Linked DNA regions of Mus musculus: region 1 is linked to region 2. Evidence: chromatin contacts called from public HiChIP or PLAC-seq data. All regions are on one chromosome and are shown on one strand. The core of a region is the stretch at or near the end of the contact, and the rest is flanking DNA. Distances in the headings are between cores, read along the strand shown. Region 1 holds the start of Kcne3 (potassium voltage-gated channel, Isk-related subfamily, gene 3). Region 2 overlaps Rnf169 (ring finger protein 169).

Region 1 (3,982 bases), core at 461-2,960, 220 kb after region 2:
TGTCTATGATTATTTTGCCCAGCTGTATGGCCTATTACCCCACATGTGTGCCTGCTACCAGTGGAGGTCAGGAGAGGGCATTAGATCCCCTAAAACTGGAGTCACAGATGGTTGTGAGATCCTAGATGGGTACTGGAAACCTAACAGGGTCCCCCGCAAACGCAGCAGGTGCTCTTAGCTGCTGAACCATCACTCTACCCCTGTTGAGTTTTGTCATTGTTCTTGTTTGTTGTGTGCCTAGGAGTTTTGTCAGGGGGAGGCAGGGCACATCTTTAATCCCAGTGCTGAGCAGGCAGAGGTAGGCAGAGCTCTGGGAGTTTGAGGCTAGCTGGGTCTACAGAGTGAGTTTCAGAACAGCCAGGGCTATACAGAGAAACCCTGTCTCAAAAATCACATAAACAAACAAAGAAAAAAAGAAAAGAGAAACGAGATTCCCAGTCTCCCAATGGTGCTTAAGACTGGCCTTGAGGGCACCTGGCATGTAAGCGGTGCACAGACATCTACAGAGGCAAAACTCTGAATGCTGATTTCTGGGCCCCACTCTGGGTCTTTTGAATCCAAACCTCCCAGGAGGAGCCCACCGCCCTCGGTGTGCAGACTGGAGCAGCGCATACTGGGGTAATCGGGATGACGGCTCTCAGAGGTGGTGTCCAGCTTAGGGAGGAACGGCTGGATAGAAACCTGCCACACAGAAACAACACAACAAGGATGTGTTCTGAAGGAGATTAGCAATTATGCACAAAAAGCCCACCACGTGGCAATCTTGTTTTTCCCTAAGCACGTATTAGGTAATCATATCCTAATATTCTGTGATGGAAATTACTCACCTTGGAAATACTGCAGTAGATCTTTGCGAGAATTGTGAGGGAGCTCATCTGAGTGTGTTCGTTGTGTGACCTCCGCTAGTGAAGAGAGCTTGGATAAGTGGTTGCTACAGAGTCCCTGAGAGGCAGATCCCTATTTCTGTCATCAACAGGAAAATGACACTTATCAGCGTCTCTTCTATATCAACAGAAACAATTTTTAATATCATCAGAAACAATTTGGATGTGGACCCAGTGGCTGGAAAACAAGTGTTCTGGGACAGACACCAGTTAAGAAGTGAGTGGATACAAGTTGAGACCGGGCATGTGACACAGACTACTGAGGGGGGAGATGCCTGCTAGAGTACGTGGATTCTGAGACCAAGCTCTGACCGAGCTCTGCGCTGACTTGCTTGCTGAGTGTAGAATCACCTCCCCAATTTGGGCGTCTGCAAACTGAAAACAGGGTATGTCTTAGAATCAGATGTTTTCTTTGGCTATTCCGGTTTTAGTATTTTGGATTCTGAAAACACTTCTAATCTTACCGTAACCCTGTGAAGAGCGAGTGCAGGAATGGTGGTACCCATAGACAGGAAACCAAGGCCCCAGAGAGGAGCTGCCCAGTGCCACACAGCTACACAGGTACCAAGCCCGACTCCACCAAAACCTAGCGCTTGGTCTGGGTGTTTGGAAATCAGCTTTTCGCTAGGTTGGCTGAGACTTAAAGGAGACACAGACGAGAAAAATTCTGTCTGGGATCCAGGAAGCAGGTGGTTCCCCGCAACCGCACCCGGTTAAGGCTAAGGAGCTGGGCGGAGGCGCCCCAAGACAGCCAACGCTGAAGCTGGAGTGCTAAGGCAGGGCGGGGCCAGAGGAGGGACACCCTGGGAAGGAAAAGGGAGCCAGAGCCAGTAGGCGTGCAGAGATCTGAGAGCACTGAGCGCATCTGGGCATTATTGCAGTGTTCACCGGAGACAGATCGTAGAGGCGGGTAAGGCGCTACAGGGTTGGAAAAGCTATCCATAGTCCGGGCAAGACGTGCAGGGTTTCGGTGTTTTCCTTCAGAGGGGGGACCCGACGTGGGGTGCTGCTAAAACACAGAGTGGATCTTCCTTAGTGAGAAAAGCAGGTATTCCCAGGAACTATAGGGATTAGAGAGTTTCGCTGCGCATGGAAAGTCGTGTGTGGTCCGAAGGCGCTCTCCCAGGCTTTCCTCCAGGCAGCAAAGGCTCCTCCTCTCCTACCGATAAGAGGACACTCACAGGTCTGCAGCGGGACACTCACGGAAATAACATTCCAGGAGTCAGTCTTGCTCTACCAAAGCTGCGGGCTCTGCAGAACTGCCCTACCCATTCTACTCCACTGTGACCAGCCCTCGGCGATCAGATCCTCCGAAATCCCGGGACGGGCTGAAGCATCTTCCGCTGTTAGTAGCAATTCTAGGTTGAAAGTCAGGAGTCTTGGGTTCTAGTTTTCAGGTAGTGTAAATTGATGCAGGTCAACCATGGCTTTGTGCCTTATGCTTTCTTAGGTCACCTCCTGTAAAATGGGTCTCCTGCTCCAGTTGCCCCCATGTAATCCAATTAGGGCAAAGGGGAATGTTTGGGAGGTGTCTCAGCCAGTGTGTTAGAGCCCCGGGAAGCAAAGTCCTAATCTCTGCCTCCTTCTCTTTATTAATTTGCATGGGAGGAAACTGAGGACCCAGGATAATCTTATCACCAGGGACCATATTGAATTAGAACCAGTGTTTCCTCACTCCTAGCCCAGGACTCTTATTTCACGTACAGATATCGAATAAACTCATTCTCTCTGGCTCCAGCCACTCTGTAAATTGCAAATGGAGGGGTGCGATAACTGGAGGCATTAAAAACTGCCTTTAAAGTCTGTTGACTCCCGGAAGATGAAAACCGACTAGCAACTTTCTTCAGTTCAAATTCCTCAGGGCATGTTTTCTATCTGTAACGCAGGGGAGCTTGAAGTACCTTCTAAGAGGGAGGCAGGCAAGACCAAGAACCTCCATCCTATGCTTGGCTACACAGACTGGCCAAGTAGGGGCAGGGAAGGCACTTGTAAATGGCAAGGACCTGCAGGATTCATCAGAAAGGGTGGGACACAAAGGAGGTGGGCGACCCTTGGTGGCTGTGGGCTGTGAGAGGGCACAGCAGAAGGTAGGCACTTGGGATGACTGCTCTCAGAGGTGAGCTGAGCCATGGATGGCTATGGGAACAATGTGAGCAGGGTTCCCAGTAACTTTCTCATGCCTGCTCCGCCTATTGTCTCCCCCAGTTCTCACGAGGTGAGCTGGGCACTGGTAATTACCTCCGTCTTACAGATATGGTTCAGAGGAAAAGCATTCAAGGTCACATAGGCAGAACTAGGATCATGAAAGGTACTCTTGAAAGGCGAGATCACAGGCTGAGACTTGGGCTATCTGTGTGCCTTCTGTGGGTGTGGATGGCCACACCTTTGGTAGGTACACAGGGAAGAGCATTGCAAAACCATTTACCGTTCTCTGGGGGCCAAGAATGTTTGCCCTTTGGATAAACGGGCTCAGATCAGATGTGGGAAGTGTCTGGGTTTCCAAAGGAGACTCAGAATTTCCCTCTCTTGCCCCATGCCACCTGCTCAAGGGGCCTCCCCTCTATCTAAGGCAGCTTATCTTGGGGTAACTGGGAGTCTTTTCTACTTTGGTTTTCTATTAAAACATTGAAAGCTGATTCCATGAAGCTGTTAGGGGATGAGTTGGGGAGGGTACTCTCTTATAGGAGAGAGATTGAGTCACTTGTTCTTTTTGGTGCTCACTATGTAAACAGGCCTGAAGAATAAAGAAATGCATGAGGCCCCTGCCCTGAAACCTCCAAGCATATGTGCAGGGATACACTGGGCCCACATCGACACTCACAAACAGATTCCAAATGGCCCAGTTCTCTAATGAGGCTGTTTTGAAGGCACTCTGGTAACAAACAAGAGGGGAAACTGACTAGTTATTGAGTAGGGGAGAGGGGTGTTTCTGGACCGGCTCTAAGCTGGTGGTATAGAGCAGGGTCTTGAAGAATGAGCTTGCCAAGCAGACAGAAAGTGTAAAGGAATTCCTGCTTAAGAAAAGAATATGAGTAAAGGCAAGAGGCGTGGGAGTGCAAGGACTGTCCAATGAGCTCACAGCCTGGCGTTCATTATCA
Region 2 (3,940 bases), core at 410-2,909:
CTAGCCTATATCTTACTATGCCTCTAACTTTGAAATCAAAAGACAAGAGTAGGGTGTTATCGTATATTGACTAACATTAGGACTGACATAAATCATCTGAGTATTGGGTTAGAATAATGGGTTGTTTTCTATGTGTCTTTTTTTTAAATTAGGTTATTTTCCTCATTTACATTTCCAATGCTATCCCAAAAGTCCCCCATACCCCCCCCCACTCCCCTACCCACCCACTCCCACTTTTTGGCCCTGGGATTCCCCTGTACTGGGGCATATAAAGTTTGCAAGTCCAATGGGCCTCTCTTTCCAGTGATGGCCGACTAGGCCATCTTTTGATACATATGCAGCTAGAGTCAAGAGCTCCGGGGTACTGGTTAGTTCATATTGTTGTTCCACCTATAGGGTTGCAGATCCCTTTAGCTCCTTGGGTACTTTCTCTAGCTCCTCCATTGGGGGCCCTGTGATCCATCCAATAGCTGACTGTGAGCATCCACTTCTGTGTTTGCTAGGCCCCGGCACAGTCTCACAAGAGAGAGCTCTATCTGGGTCCTTTCAGCAAAATCTTGCTAGTGTGTGCAATGGTGTCATCATTTGGAAGCCAATTATGGGATGGATCCCCGGATATGGCAGTCTCTAGATGGTCCATCCTTTCGTCACAGCTCCAAACTTTGTCTCTGTAACTCCTCCCATGGGTGTTTTGTTCCCAATTCTAAGAAGGGGCAAAGTGTCCACACTTTGGTCTTCGTTCTTCTTGAGTTTCATGCGTTTAGCAAATTGTACCTTATATCTTGGGTATCCTAAGTTTCTGGGCTAATATCCACTTATCAGTGAGTATATATTGTGTGAGTTCCTTTGTGATTGGGTTACCTCACTCAGGTCTATGTGTCTTAATTAAGGTTTCTATTCCTGCACAAACATCATGACCAAGAAGCAAGTTGGGGAGGAAAGGGTTTATTCAGCTTACACTTCTACATCGCTGTTCATCACCAAAGGAAGACAGGACTGGAACTCAAGCAGGTCAGGAAGCAGGAGCTGATGCAGAGGCCATGGAGGAATGTTCCTTACTGGTTTGCTTCCCCTGGCTTGCTCAGCTTGCTTTCTTATAGAACCCAAGACTACCAGCCCAGGGATGGCACCACCCACAAGGAGACCTCCCCACTTGATCACTGAGAAAATGCCTTACAGTTGGATCTCATGGAGGCATTTCCTCACCTGAAGCTCCTTTCTCTGTGATAACTCCAGCTGTGTAAAGCTGACAGAAAACTAGCCAGTGCATCTGTGATCCACATCCCTCTGCTGAGACACACTGTCCACATCCCTCCTCTGCTGAGACACACTCTACTCTGTCCACATCCCTCTGCTGAGACACACTCTGTCCACATCCCTCTGCTGAGACACACTCTGTCCACATCCCTCCTGTGCTGAGACACACTCTGTCCACATCCCTCCTGTGCTGAGACACACTCTGTCCACATCCCTCCTGTGCTGAGACACACTCTGTCCACATCCCTCCTGTGCTGAGACACACTCTGTCCACATCCCTCCTGTGCTGAGACACACTCTGTCCACATCCCTCCTCTGCTGAGACACACTCTGTCCACATCCCTCCTCTGCTGAGACACACTCTGTCCACATCCCTCCTCTGCTGAGACACACTCTGTCCACATCCCTTGCTGAGACACACTCTGTCCTTATTTGAGTGATGTCACTTGTGCCTTACAGTGGCCTAAGTGACTTCTAAGTTATCTTAGGGCCAGGCAATCCTGATGCCCACAGGCGTTCATTATGTTTACCTCTGTCACTCTTTACCCTAAATCTCGGGCACTATCTAAGTCAACAGTACTCATCTATGTGAGAGAAGCCAGACGTACTTTATAAAGAATATCAATGTAAACATGTCTTAAGCTCTATTAAACTCATGGGACTGAGTTGTTATCAGAAAACTGTTTCCAAAATCATGCTGTGCTTAATTAAATATGGCTAAAATCAACCAAGTGGTGTCAGACTCTCCAAGTTTGGCCCAGTACAAATCAGGCTGAACTGAGTTTCAGTCTTCTCTCACCTGGATCATTTCCCTGCCAGCTAGAAAGCAAGCCTGTGGGGAATCCCCACAAAGGATAATGTTTTCTTAAAAACTAATCTACCTCACAGGAAAGCATACCATAACTGCAAGTAGTATTAGTGTTAGCAGCCAATGAGCAATCCTTACAATAGGCCTCCTGTGCGGCATGTACCTGCAACCCTAGTACTCAGGAAACTGAAAGAGAAGGATCTTTGTAAATTCCAACCCACCCCAGATACATAGCCTAGGCTCAGCCTGGGCTATGCAGTAGGATGCTATCTCAAAAATATAAAATAAAATCTTTACAATAAAGACATGTAACAGTTAATGAGCTCACAATATATACTAAATATCACATACATACAAACCACACACTGCGATCTGTCATTATGAAGGATTGCCTATCAACTTAGCCTTTGCCTGATCCCTTCAACTAGGATTTAAGATAGGGCTCCTATCCTCCCTGACTTACCAGTAAGAATGATTTACTGCACCTAACTGATTCTAGAACTACCTGCTTATCTGCTATGAATATGAAGTCTTGGCACACGCACAGCAGAAAGGGTATGTGATCAACTCTAGGCACTAGGTCTCCAGCAAGGTTCTCTGGTGACAACATGTACACAGTGTTCTTCTTTCTTTGCTGGGGGAGTAATACACATCTTGCATGCCTCCACTCAGGGAAAACTCTGGAAGCCTGAACCTAACTTCCTCCAGACTTTGTTCCACAAAATGTTTCCTCAGTATTATTTTTTTATTTTGCTCAGTATTATTTCAATGTCCTAGATCACAGCTATGAGTTCAACTATCTGCTGAGTCCTGTAAGTGCTCCTATTGCGTGTGGGTGGTGATTGGGTACAGACAGACAGACACAGACAACAGACACACAGATGCACATGCACACGTGCACACACATTGTGCAGCACAAGCTAACCTCAAGATCTTCCTGCCTCAGACTTCTGAATGCTGATATTACAAATATGCACTACTAAATGCCTAGCTTTAAAAATTCTTTGTCTCAGTTTGTATCTGAGAAATGACAGCAATAAGCACATCTATAGTTGATTCAGCATCAACTTTTTTTGTTTGGTTGGTTTTGGTTTTGGTTTTTCGAGACAGGGTTTCGTTGTGTAGCCCTGGCTGTCCTGGAACTCACTCTGTAGACCAGGCTGACCTTGAACTCAGAAATCCGCCTGTCTCTGCCTCTGCCTCCCGAGTGCTGGGATCAAAGGCGTGCGCCACCATGCCCAGCTCAGCATCAACTTTTAATTCACTCTTATTTCCTAGTCTATATTCTTCTGAAGTCTGTAAAATTCCACTACAGTTCAATCTTACAGGTAAAATGCTATTTGGCTTAGCATAGTTATAACATCAAAGTCACAGTTCTGAAACTCTGAAGTGCGGCACTTCAATCTGCCTGGATGAGTGTGAAGAAAACAGACCAAGCAAAGGCCAGAAATGAAAGCTCCCCTTCCCACTTCTGACCGTATGTTTATTAGCTGACAGGAGGTGGGTGCTTGCCACTGTGTGCATCGAGGTTAACGAACAGCCTGGGCAGTCAGCACTCTTTCCTCCACAAGGGCCACGGGCGTTGAACTCAGGTGGCCAGGGCTCACAGTATGCATCTGGCCTGCTGAGCCCTCTTGTTGGCCCAAAAGCTCCTCTTTCAAATCAATCTTTCACAGCTGAATAGTGTAGCAGACACTTAACATTATCAGTGGGTAGAACCATTTGGCTCCATGATTTGTAAGATAGTTTGTATCTGCTGATGTGGGATTTTACTTAATTTTCCCTCACTTCCCTAACCTTCTTAGGATTATATGTCAGCTTCCTCTACCCCAAAAGAGGAACTTGAGGTTGAAATGCCAGCAACGCTATCATAAG

Evidence for each region. HiChIP or PLAC-seq counts read pairs in DNA pulled down with a chosen protein or histone mark.
Region 1: a contact with region 2 is called in an H3K27ac HiChIP or PLAC-seq map of microglia, with 5 times the contacts expected there. The contact joins the promoter of Kcne3 here to the enhancer-like site in region 2. A contact is called at or near these places in 2 of 115 datasets of contacts at active chromatin or transcription factors (bone marrow-derived macrophages and microglia) and 1 of 9 other capture datasets (adipose tissue).

The regions. Positions count from the first base shown.
Region 1 is chr7:100,176,973-100,180,954 of GRCm38.p6, forward strand. It overlaps Kcne3 (potassium voltage-gated channel, Isk-related subfamily, gene 3), which reads left to right and starts at 1,711. Exons shown (of 4, transcript NM_001360467.1): 1 at 1,711-1,794. Gm51453 (a long non-coding RNA gene) reads right to left here and starts at 1,719. Exons shown (of 3, transcript XR_003946660.1): 1 at 1,349-1,719; 2 at 828-1,259; 3 at 412-681.
Region 2 is chr7:99,959,117-99,963,056 of GRCm38.p6, forward strand. The region is part of intron 1 of Rnf169 (ring finger protein 169); the gene reads right to left. Among named protein-coding and RNA genes, the nearest start is that of Rnf169, 19 kb to the right of the region's middle. Within about 2 kb of position 1,660, at least 26 of the 459 cell types and tissues checked have an H3K27ac peak or open chromatin away from gene starts, as enhancers often do. A contact at or near this core is called in adipose tissue and microglia, where this site is marked.